Linked DNA regions of Mus musculus: region 1 is linked to region 2. A link is a contact called in public Hi-C data. All regions are on one chromosome and are shown on one strand. Each heading gives the region's core, a stretch centred on a gene start, on an enhancer-like site or on the middle of the called end of the contact. The rest is flanking DNA. Distances are from core to core; before and after follow the strand shown.

Region 1 (5,781 bases), core at 853-3,352, 85 kb before region 2:
TTGTGAGCCACCATGTGGTTGCTGGGATTTGAACTCAGGATCTTCGGAAGAGCAGTCAGGTGCTCTTACCTGCTGAGCCATCTCATCAGTCCCAAATTCTTAATTCTAACCTTAATCAAATGCTCTGTCAGGCTGTCACATCAATACCCTACTTCTGGTGCCAATTTGTGTTTAGTTAGTGTTTCTATTGCAATGATAAAACACCATGGCTAAAACAAACTTGAGGAGGAGAGGTGTTATTTGACTTATATCTCAGGTCACAGAGAATTGAGAGAAGCCAAGACATGAACTGATGTGTTTACAAAAAGATAAAGAGGTATAAGATACGTTCTATGGAAGTGTGGGGGAAGGGGATGTCTCAGTGGGCACATGCTGAGGTATTCCTTCCCCCTGAGGGACCAGCCACATGATGGTAGAGTACAGAATAGAGGGGAGTTAAGAGGGTAGTAGAGATGGAGAAAGACAGAGAGAGGGAGAGTAGAGAAGTAGAGGCCCACCATGATCATGTGGAGAGAGGAGGGAAGGGAATGAAGAGAGAGGGGGAACAAGAGGGAGCAAGAGAGCAAGAGGCAAGAAGGAGAGAGAGAGAGAGAGAGAGAGGAAGGAGGAGGAGGAGGAAGAGGAGGAGGAGACAAGCAGCCCCTTTTACAGTGGGTCAGGCCTACCTGGGTGTTGCCAGGTAACTGTGTGTGGGGGTAAAGTTTAGACAGAATGCTAATGAAAAGGTCAGGTCAGGAACTTTGGGAGGGTCATGGAACACTTGCCCCTCTGGAATGGAGAGGCTAATTACTCAGACCACAGGAAGGGAATGACCTGCAGGTGGGGCACATTCTGCAGGAGCAGGATGGACCTTGCCCACCTTCAGACAAGGAAAGTCCTTGCCACCTCATTCCCTAAAGACCAATCAGTTTAAAAAGTCACACTGTTCTGCCAGTCACATTGTGGCTAATGGCTGCTGCCCTGGAAGCTTTATAAAAAGCTCACTCAATGAGCTGCATGTGGTCACCACTGCACCGAAGGTGCAGGACGACCCCACACATTGGAACAATAAGTTCCTCTTGCTTTTTGCCTCGATTCTGGCTCAGCATGGTTCACTCAGGGGATCCCCAATAAGCTAAAGCTTGTCAGAGTCTTACACTAACAGGAACTACAAGCAGAAATCTGGATCAGGAACTAAGCAGACTGAAAGTGTGTGGCTATGGTTATTCCTGTAAGTGGATCATTTGATTCTAGAGCACACTTTTCCAAAAGAAAAGTATACACAGATTAACTTACCATATCTGTTCCGGTTTAAACCGGAAGTAAAGCTGAAACACTTGCTGAATGTAACTGGAGATGACAACTGACTGCTGACTGGCTTCCTAGGCCTACTTTCTTTCCCCAGGACTACCTGCCAGGCATGACCCCACCCACAATGGGCTGGGCTCTCACATCAATCACTAAGGCAATGCCACGTAGGCCTGCCTACAGGGTGATGTTTTGGAGACATTTTGTCAATTGTGGTTCCCTCTTCTTAGATAATTCTACCTGTGTCCCTGACAAAAATCCCAACAGGAACTGTGTCTCTGTCTGGCCAGTGCTACATAATCCTCCACAGCTGCTTCTCTCAGCTTCTTTCTCTTCCTCAGTGTGAAGTACAGGTGGTAGGGCTGGACCGCATCTCTGACTTTAAATGTGTTTGAAGGCATGTTCTAATCTGAATACAAAGCATCATCTGCCTTGACTTCTCTGAGGCCCACAGAGGGAGCTCATGTTGTGCCCAGATTGTAAAAACTCCAAAGAGATCACCAGGAGTCACAACCCGCTGTAATCACATGAGGGTCTTTATTCAAGCTCGAGCTTGGGCCACCAACCTTTCTGATGGAACATGAAGGAGAGTGAACCCCCAGGTCTAAGTGAAGGGCGTTTATAAAGGAAAAACAAATCACAAGCAGGGCTTTCAAGCCTTGGCATTCCATGAGAGGCATTCCATGAGAATTAAAGGAATGCTGTCCTTCAAACCTGATAACGTTTGTTCAGACAGCGGGGCAGAAAGAACCGTGCAGCTGGAGAGGGACCTTCCTGACCTGGGAAAAGTCACTCATTGTGTTATCAGAAGCTAGTGTATTTTACAACCTGGTCTCAGCTGTCTGGGAACACTTAGTTGTCTTTTCCCCATAGTCCAAGAGTGGGCTTTTATCCCTTCAAGGATATTGGCTCCTGCTTCTTTCAAGGGCAGGAGCCATCTGCACTGGAGAAATTCTGGTTGCTAATCAGGGGAGGATAGGTTGCCTTTCATTTGTTCCCAAGGTTGGCGTCTTCTGGCGGGGAGGGAGGTCAGGGGGAAAGGGGACAGACTCAAACTGTTCTGGCTCTGCGCAGGGACTGGAGAGTGCAGGATTTGATACACAGAGACTGGGTAGGGGTGAGGTGGGGGTGGGGCAGTTTTCTAGTGTCTCTTTATTGAGATCAGCAGCAACGGCTGCTCAGGATGTGCTGCTGTTGTGTGGGTACCAGAGTGCCCAGGACTAGCCTATCTCTAAATGTTTTCTAGTTTAGACATAGGCTGTAACTTTTGGCTTGGGCAACATGGCAGTTATTTCCTGTGACCACCAGGACATCTAGATCTCGAACTCGAATCACAGCATTATTCTATATAACATACCACTGCTTACAGCGGTGACTTAGGGAGGTGCCTGGCTGAGAGCAGCCACTCTCTTCATTGCTTACTTTTCTATTGCCGATTAAACACTATGACCAGAAGAAACTGAAAGAAGAATGGATTTATTTGGTTTGTGATTCTGGAGAGATAGAGTCCATTATAGAAGTGAAGGGTAACAACAGGCAGGGTAAGGCAAGGCGCAGGAGCCAGGATGCTGTCTGGTCACACTTTCATTCACATACTGGAAGTAGGCAAGGGAGAGGGAGAAGGAGACAGACAGACAGACAGACAGACAAACAGACAGAGAGATACCTACACACACAAAGACACACACACACACACACACACACACACATATAAAACAAAAAGTGGGATAAGGCTGCCTATTGCTAAGGCCCACCTCCAATGATGCAGTCCCTCTGTCAAGGGCCTATAACTCAAAGGTTCCATAATCTCCCCAGATACCACGAACAACTGGGGACCAAGTGTTCAAACACGCAAGCCTGTGGGGGAGATTCCTCATTCAAACCACCACATTCCCTCATGTCAGACTCTCAGTTCCCCTACGTGGTTCTGCTTTTATCTTTGTTTTCTTTTCTTTTTGTGTGTACATTTGCCTTTTTAAAAAGCATTCATCATAGTTCATAAGGAAAGACTCTGAAACCCAAAGGGTGAAATAAGAGCTACGCTTGTTGATCCATTAATGCTTTCAATTAGAGCACCCAAACCCAGATAGACACGCAGTCAAAGGGGCATTCACCCGAAAATCATCCTGGGACAAATTAATAGCTACAATCAGAAGAAAAGTAGCTTTATGTTTGGATGTAAATGGACTGAGTAAGCACCCTGACATTAGGACTCTGCATTCAGCACTGTCATTATGTGTTAGTGTTATATGCTAGAAGATGGGAGGAGAGTAAAAGCCCAGAGTCCTCCTTAGAACTTACAGGCTTCAAGGCTGTCACCCTAGCCCTGGCAACTCCCGACTCCTCTCTACCATTCACAGTGCTACTTCAAGCAGTAGACTTTACCTTCTTCTCTTCTCTTCTCTTCTCTTCTCTTCTCTTCTCTTCTCTTCTCTTCTCTTCTCTTCTCTTCTCTTCTCTTCTCTTCTCTCCTCTCCTCTCCTCTCCTCTCCTCTCCTCTCCTCTCCTCTCCTCTCCTCTCCTCTCCTCTCCTCTCCTCTCCTCTCCTCTCCTCTACTTTCTTTTCCTTTTCTTTTTTTCTTTAGATAATTTGAGGAGTTTCATATCTGGGCATAAAATTATATTTTAAGTTTCTATTCACAATTGCCTGAGCCTACCCCACTCCTGTGTTACTGTTGGAAGTTGTGCTTTGAAGTCCTGTTTCCTTTTCTGCAAATCAAGCTTTCCTCCCTGGGAAGAGGTGATGAGGTATTTACAAAACACTTGTCAAAAACTTGGCATTTGAGGAGGTACACATTCAAAGCTAGCTGCTTCCTTTCCCTCCTTTAGTTGAGTCAAGAATGTGCTCTGAGCCAGGCATGGTGGTGCACACTTTTAATTCCACCACTTGGGAGGCAGTGGTAGGCAGATCTCTCTGAGTTCAAGGCCAGCCTGGTCTACAGAGCAAGTTCCAGGACAGCCAGGGCTACACAGAAAAACCTTGTCTCAAACAACAAACAACAAACAAAACCAAACCCTCTGTATCTGTAGTTGTGGACCCAGAAAAGAGCAGTGTGTTGACCATGGGCTCCTGCCATGACATCAGGCAGCAAACAGCGTCTTGAGAACCTGGTACCAGAAGGCCTGAAGTTTAGTCCTGGATCTGCCACTGGGTAGCCATGTGGCTTAATGCAGTTCACCTCATCAGTTTTCTCATGTTCACAAAAGCCAGGGCATCAGTGTTCCAGAGGGAGGCTGGTCTTTGCTTGCTGCTCCTCTGACTATCACACACAAGGGTCCTGTTTCTTCCATACCCTGGCTGGTTCAGATTGTGGCTGTGAGCTCCCAGGCTGGATAAAATTACTTATTTTAAAATTGTGTGTGTGTGTGTGTGTGTGTGTGTGTGTGTGAGAGAGAGAGAGAGAGAGAGAGAGAGGATGACTTTGAACCCCTGATCCTCCTTTCCTGTACCTTCCAAGCACCTGGGATTAGAGGTGTGTGTCACCACATCTGGCTCAGCATCTGTTCTTTTTTTTAAACAAAACAAAACAAAGATGTATATTTTATTTTTATGAATATGAGTTTTATGAATTGCTTGCATGCATGTAAGAGCACCACATGCATGCCTGGTACCTTTTGAGGCCAGAAGGGGTCGTGGTATTTCCTGGACCTGGAGTTACAGAGTTGTGAGCTTCTGTGCAGTGTTGAGATCAGGACCCAGGTTCTCTGCAAGAACATCCAGTGAGCTGCTTTGGGAGATGCACACAGTTTAGGGACAGAAGGAGGAAGAGGACACATACCTACTAGACATATTAGCTGAATCATCTCTGGCAAACATGGTGGTCTGTGTCACAGCCAGATCTCTTTTACATCTTTGTCACCCATTCTTTGTATGCGATTAGTCAGAGCTCCACTGAGGTTGAGTTCCAGTAAATGACTTTATCTCTGAGTCTTCATGGCCTCAAGCACTTGCTTCATGGGTAAGTGGTGAGCTTGGATATCTGTTTCCTGAAGTTCCTCATGGGTGTTTGATGCTCAGTAGTAGCTCTGTGACTGATGCTGTCATTATCACTAGAACATGAGGAAACGAAGCCTTCACGGTAATTTTCTCTGAGGTCATATGGTTATCATATGCCAACGATTCACATTCAGTCTTTCTGCCCTACTACAAACTCATGAGGCATAACGAGAGGGCAGAGAAATTTCAGGCTCTCATGATGAGCAGTCGACTTTGAAGGATGGTGGGGCTGACACTTCAGCTCTGAGGATGGAGGCCAGAGACCCTGTTCCAGTCTCACTCTGTCTCTCTGAACTGACTCATGAGGTGACTATCCTGCAGCCCTTGGAAGTTATCAAGGAACAAGGCCACCTTGCGGCCTCATAGATGGTTTTTTTGAAGGGCATGCCCAGCTAGCTCCTTAAGGGCTGGATATAAGAAATCATCAAGAACAGCAAAGTAATTAAGTCCTCAGACCCTGCTGCAAAGAGGCAATGTTGTGAGGCTGGGTTGGGAGA
Region 2 (6,332 bases), core at 288-2,787:
CCAGCAGCTGTTGCTGTGCTCAGCTCCAGTGAGCCTCTGCTTCTTGAGAAGGATTGCCTTCTACAATTCACAGCAGTAGGACTTCTGTCCTGTGACTTCTACACACACTGGATACTCACAGACATGTGTTGTGTAGATGATCAAAGAAACTCTTGCTTCAAGCACCTGGCTTTCTATTCTTTCTTCTTTTCCTTCCCCCCCCCCACCATTTTGAATTTCTTTTTTAAAAATACTATTTTAAAATTTATTCCTGGTGTTTGATATGGTCTCATACTGTTTTTTACTTTCAGTATTTTTCAGTCAAAGTTTTCATTACAAGCCAGGTAAGACTCAGAAGCAGAGGCCTGTGGGTCTCTATACCAGCCTGGTCTACAGAGTGAGTTCCAGGACAACCAGCCTGGTCTACAGAGTGAGTTCCAGGCCAGCCTGGTCTACAGAGTGAGTTCCAGGACAACCAGGGCTGTATAGTGAGACTTTGTCTCAAACAAACAAACAAACAAACAAACAACCCAAACAAAACAAAAGCAAAAGAACAGGTCGCTATAGATTTTGTTGTATGGCATGGATGACAACAGGAATGATTTGTAACTCTGGCTGCATACCAGAGCCATGCATTTGCCATCAGCCAGGTTACAAGGCCAGTGACAGCCTTCACATTTCAAGGGCTTGTTCACAGAGTGCCACAGACAAGCTCCAGGGACAGCCTTTGTCCCAGAACCTGGAAGTCCTGGCTGCTTTGATTTTGAGCTATCACTCCTCATAGAAGCCCTCCTGTCAGCAGAGGAGCAGAGGGTCTTACAGTGATGCATGCCCTGACCCAGGAATGCTTTGTGCCACTTCCATGGACACCCTGTGTGCTGGGAGCCTAGAGTTACAACTTAGTGCAGAAACAGGACCTTTCCACCACGAGGCAGACGGGCAAGCTCAGGAAAGTTTTACCCAAAAAATAATTTAGTAAGAGTGGGGAAAATATGGAAGCTATTACTTTGCCAGGAAGTCTGATTCAGTGGCCCTGAAATGGGACAAATGTCCCTAGTGATTGCCATGAAACTGCCTAGTGACATCAGAGAGCAACTGCTACAGAAATCTCAGCCACAGTCATACGTTGAGGGACAGGACTGACATCTGCCTAAGCACGTGCAAGACATGTCGCTGTATCACTCAGGGAACTGTGTGACATGCTGCCCTGCTGTGGGGAGGTTAGCCACACTTTCCTCCCCTGCTGCTCTGTCCCCTCTCTTGTTTGATGGGTTTTCCAGGCCAGTCATGGTAACACCTATGATTCAGAGGGTGATGGGGAAGACTCTAGTGGGGTTTGGGGTTTGGGTCAGGACCTTCCAGCAGTGTGTGAGCATGCCTGCTCAGTTCATGTGATCTCCTGTGCGTGCCAGGAGACAGGGTGGAGAAGTGTGGAGCATCCTAAAGCCTGCTTGAGTGGCCAGGACCGTTGCACAACCTCTTACCCATCAGTCTGAGCGCAGAGGCACAGTATCGCGGTTGTCACTGCCCTGCTGGGTGACCTAGTGTCTGTCAGTTGTTATCAGGCAGCTCTGCCCACGCTGGTGCTGCTCGGTAGCTCGTGGGTGACTCACTCTTTCCTCTAAGCCTGTTCAATTAGGGGCTTTACTGAGAGTTCTCCACTCCCCCCAAGAAAAAGCAAATCAGCACACCCCCAAAACAATGTTTTAAATACATTTCCATTTTGTGTGCACAAATCTGAAATGTGGCCATGGAAATCCAAGGTTCCTTTTTGGTTTAAACTGTACCAACCCTAGGGTGTAGCTATATCGCCTAAACCCTCTATTCTAAGTAGTGTGTTTTTACATTTTATAGTATAGTATTTTTAACAGTGAAAGTGAGGTCATATGTACAAAATAAAAACCCCTATAGTATAAATAGATAAGCAATCCCATCCCCCACTCTTGCCTGTGGTCTCTGTCAGGCATCCAGTGGATTTTTAGATGCTTTCATTGCATGTTCTCATGTGTATATTAAAACATCCAAGCAGATGGGTTGTACTTCATATTCTGGTGTGCAGTGTTGGTATTTTGGTGACAATATGGCACTGACACGACCCCCCCACCCCATGTGATATGGATTTGTCATCCTGTTACTTACATAGCACCTGTTGAAGAACATGTCTGTTTTCTAGACTTTATTACAGCCATTCTCTACTTTTTAAACAAAATGGCCACCTTGTTGGTCCTGTTGTATAGATTGGAAGCTAGACCCAGGTTTCTGCTTCTGGGGTTCTGGCTCTATGGCTCCTGGGATACTTACTCTTCTCTGGGCAGGATCCACTCCTTCCTGAAGGTCTTGAAGCCATCGCTTCTGCCATCATGGCAGCTTTCCTGGCTGGTGTGATTAGTATGAAGGGTGGGCAGGGTTGGCATGTCCTAGTAGTGTCCAGGGAAGAACAGGGAGGCAGTGCCTGGGCAGGTGAGTGATTTGGGGCTCAACCAACTGATATCTGCAAAGCTGTGTTCAGTTCTCACTTGAAGGAGGGGCTGACCACTGAGCAGAGAAGGCAGTGAGGCAGTGGAAATGCTCAACCTCCCTTTGACTGAGCCAATGATGCTTACTCTGAGGTCCACAGACCAGTCCTCCTTGGAGTTGGATTTAGTGGTCACCTGTTATTATAAGGACACAGCTTTGGGGTCTCCCTGACATGTCCCCTAACTCCATCATAGGAAACTAACCAAAGCCTTTCTCTCAGTCCTGAACAATCCTCCGCCCAGAGAATCTTTGCAAGTTGGAATTCCCTCTTCCTTCAAAGTCATTTCCAAATGTTATCTTCATGTGTACATGTGGTATATGTTTGTGGCAGTATTCATCTGAAGGTCAGAGGACAACTTGTGGGATTCAGTTCTAAATTTCTACCACATGGCTTCCAGGGATCAAGCCCTAGTCTTCAGGCTTGGTGTCACCTTTTCTTGCTAACCTCTTACTGGTCCCATTGCTTTAGCTTGCCTTTAGTGTCATGCTATATCTGCTTAGATGCTTTTGTTTTTAACTTGCTACTGTTTGTAACTGAAAGGAAGGCAAGATGTTTGTAAGAGGCCAGCCGGCATTAATAGGCAGCCCCAGAAAACTAAAGCCAATAATAGCATGTTTTGGATTTCTGAGATATGATGGCCACACTTTACCCTGGAGCTGGGCATCATGGGATGATGCCTGTGTCATTTGATTAGCAGGGGCACCTAGTATATGAGCAAGCAAGGAGTTTTCCCTGGACATAGCATTCCAGAAGAACTCAACTGTGTGCCAGGCATTGCATCATCCGTGTGTAGACAGGCCGTGCAAGATCCTGAAGCATAATGCAGCCTCCTGTCTGGCCTGAGCACAGACAAGATCAGCTCCAGAGCAGACAGCTGTGTGACCGCCCTCGTTTCCCCATGTGACACACCTCAGCCCTGACTACTTTTCTAAGCAGTTAATACCAGAGATGAAACAAAAGACAAAAATATGCCTGCCATTCTTACATGCCTGGAGGATACGCCTCGGGCATGACAACCCAAGCTCTTCTGCAAACATAGCTTGCAACACTCTCCCACCTCTAACTTGCCAATTTATGGGCAAACTCAGAGGGTTGTTGTTTGCTAGTTTGTTTATTTTAGGTTTCAAGGCAAACAGCAATGCTTCCATGGAATTTGCAGTAGAAAATTAGACTTTAGGAAATTAGTGGGAGTTAGGAATAGTAAAGTTGTTTGTCTTTGATAAGCATACCCTTCACGGACAGACAGAACTCGTTCTGTTACTGGTATCTGCACAGAGCACTAAGTTTACAGAGAAAGGGAAGAAGCTGGGGCTGGAGTGATGGCTCCATGGCTAAGAGCACTCGTTGCTCTTGTACAGGATCTGGGCTGGATTTCCAGCATCCACACAGTTATTCACAGCCATCCATAGCTCCACTTCTGGGTATCTGATGCACTCTTCTGACCTCTGTGGCACCAAACATGCATGTGGTCTACATACATACATGCAGGCAAAATGCACTCACATAAAATAAAACATATATAAAAAGGGAAACATTTCAACTGACTTTGAAAGATACTTGGAAGTAGATACAGAGAAACAAAGCAAACCAATCAACCAACCAAACAATCAAAAAATGAAGTAGAGAGGGACGAATTTAGATTAACCATCTAAGGGATACTGTCCATTAACACAGGGACAAGATAAAGGCAGGACCTGGGTGTGACTTGTTACATCTTGCTGAACCAGAAAACAACCCTGGTTCCCAAGTTCCAATGATTGCTAGATAAGCCCCACCTCCAAGAGGTTCATCTGTCTCCAAATAGCACCACTATCTGGGGACTGAATGTTCAGGTACACAAACCTGTTGTGGAAGCTTCACACATGGGCAGATGTGCTGTGTGCCAAGAACATGAAGAAGATGAGAACTTAGAACAAAGAGAAAGGAAAACAGGTAGGGAAGGAAATGAGAGCTGGCTTCTTGTAGGGTAATTTAGCCACGCAGACTGAGCACCTGGGTCTCTGGCCTCACTCACATGTCTTCTCCTCCTCTGTCTGCCTAAATGCTTCTACCTTCTAGAAAGTTCCCATCTTCTGCTCACCAGAAGATGGGGTCCTAGCTACTAGACATGTGTCATTACTCTGAGATACCTGTAAGGTGGGCAAAGTCACTCTTCAGAATCAAGACTGCTGGTAGCTTGCAGCTAGTCAATGTTGTACTAACATATAATAACCCTGAGGGCTCCTGTTGAATCTAGCACTTAAATTTTGGTATCTTCTTTTCCCCTTTCCTTTCTCCTCTCAGTCTCTCCACCCCTCATTGTGTTCTTTTCTTTGCCTGCATCCTCTAAAATTTCTATACCACAGCCATAAGAAGAGTCCTTAAAAACTGATTACCCTGTCAGGAATGCTGTACAAACCCCAGTCAGTGCTTCCCAGGGAAATTGGAAGTTCTTCAAACTGAAATTGAAGTTTTTATCACTGACCACCCAAAAGCACACATGTAGCCACGTGGACTCATCTTGTCAGTCCTGTACCCGGCATGTAACCCATTGTCCATCTATCACTTACTCCTCTCCTTCCTCATTGCTTGCTCTGTCCACAGCTTATGTTTCCTTCCTTTCTTCAAAGGCATGTGACTTCTTTGAACTATCCATATTTCTAAAAAAGTTTTGCCTGAACTGTCCGAACTCACAAGAGAAGTTCCATTGTGCAATGCTGATGGCTAATGGAGAAACTCACAAGTGGTCAAAATGCAGAGAGTAAGTGTCTGTGGAGTTTTCAGTCATAAACAGGACATCTGTGTCACTCCCTGCACACACACACACACACACACACGCACACACATATATGCACACACACAGATACACACAGGCACATGCATACACACACACACACATATACATACTCATGCACATATACATACACACACATACATACACACCTACACATTCACACAGCTCAGGGAAGATCATGGAGGAGAGGATAGAAAGACTGTAAGAGCCACGAGTTGGGAGGACCAGTGTTTAACTGTGTCTTCTGGGTATGACAAAAATGCTGACTGTGTCCTCACAGTAGCTGTGGTAGCCTGTATAAGATGTGTGCACTATCAAGCCAGTTGCCTGTATAAGATGTGTGCACTATCAAGCCAGTTGCCTGTATAAGCTGTGCATACAATCAAGACAGTTGCCTGTAGAAGACTTGCACATGATCAACCCAGTTGCCTGTACAAGACTTGCACACGATCAAACCAGTTGCCTGTATAAGACTTGCACACGATCACGTCAGATACCATTCTAGCAGGAAGTAGGAAGGGCTCATGAGCCCTCACCTGCAACTGAAGCACATTGTAAGTTGCTGAGCGAGTGAGAGAAGGGTTTTCTTTAAGGGTTGTGGCTTCTGGTAGTCAGCCATGCTCCACACCCCGGAGCATACAGGAGCACAATATGCACTTGGCACTTCTAACTGTTTTTAAAAAGAGGATATGAATTTGGGAAGTGGACTTGTGATTAAGTCTGGACCTGGGAAGAGTTAGGAGTCAGGGGGTGAATATGATCAAAATACATTGAATGTAACACAAAGTTCTCAAGGAATTAATAAAGATATTATATAAAAAAGAAAAGATTTGCCTGTGTTTGTTTTATCAGCCACTCAGTTAACACTGGGCCTCCCAGGGTTTTGTCCAGCATTTGGCTTTTCCTCAATTAGAGTCCTTTTAGACCTCCACAGCACTGGGGAGACATCGAGGGCACAGTAAGTGTGAACTGAATGAAAGCTGAGGGGGCTGGGGAGATGGCTCGGGTACTAAGTCCTTATCACACTGGTGGGCTGTGTTTGTAATTCTAGTGCTAGAGGGT

The links. Hi-C and Micro-C count contacts between places; a contact is called where the count stands out from the background.
Region 1: a contact with region 2 is called in a Hi-C map of Sertoli cells, with 2.9 times the contacts expected there. The contact joins two enhancer-like sites. A contact is called at or near these places in 1 of 39 promoter capture datasets (the SN4741 cell line), 3 of 484 Hi-C or Micro-C datasets (Sertoli cells, nephron progenitors and stem cell-derived germline stem cell-like cells), 2 of 115 datasets of contacts at active chromatin or transcription factors (both in embryonic stem cells) and 3 of 9 other capture datasets (adipose tissue, embryonic stem cells and pancreatic islet).

What each region holds. Positions count from the first base shown.
Region 1 is chr9:15,185,117-15,190,897 of GRCm38.p6, reverse strand. No RefSeq gene overlaps it. Among named protein-coding and RNA genes, the nearest start is that of Gm39293, 45 kb to the left of the region's middle. Within about 2 kb of position 2,102, at least 16 of the 459 cell types and tissues checked have an H3K27ac peak or open chromatin away from gene starts, as enhancers often do. A contact at or near this core is called in Sertoli cells, where this site is marked.
Region 2 is chr9:15,098,941-15,105,272 of GRCm38.p6, reverse strand. The region is part of intron 1 of Hephl1 (hephaestin-like 1); the gene reads left to right. Among named protein-coding and RNA genes, the nearest start is that of Hephl1, 10 kb to the left of the region's middle. Within about 2 kb of position 1,537, at least 34 of the 459 cell types and tissues checked have an H3K27ac peak or open chromatin away from gene starts, as enhancers often do. A contact at or near this core is called in Sertoli cells, where this site is marked.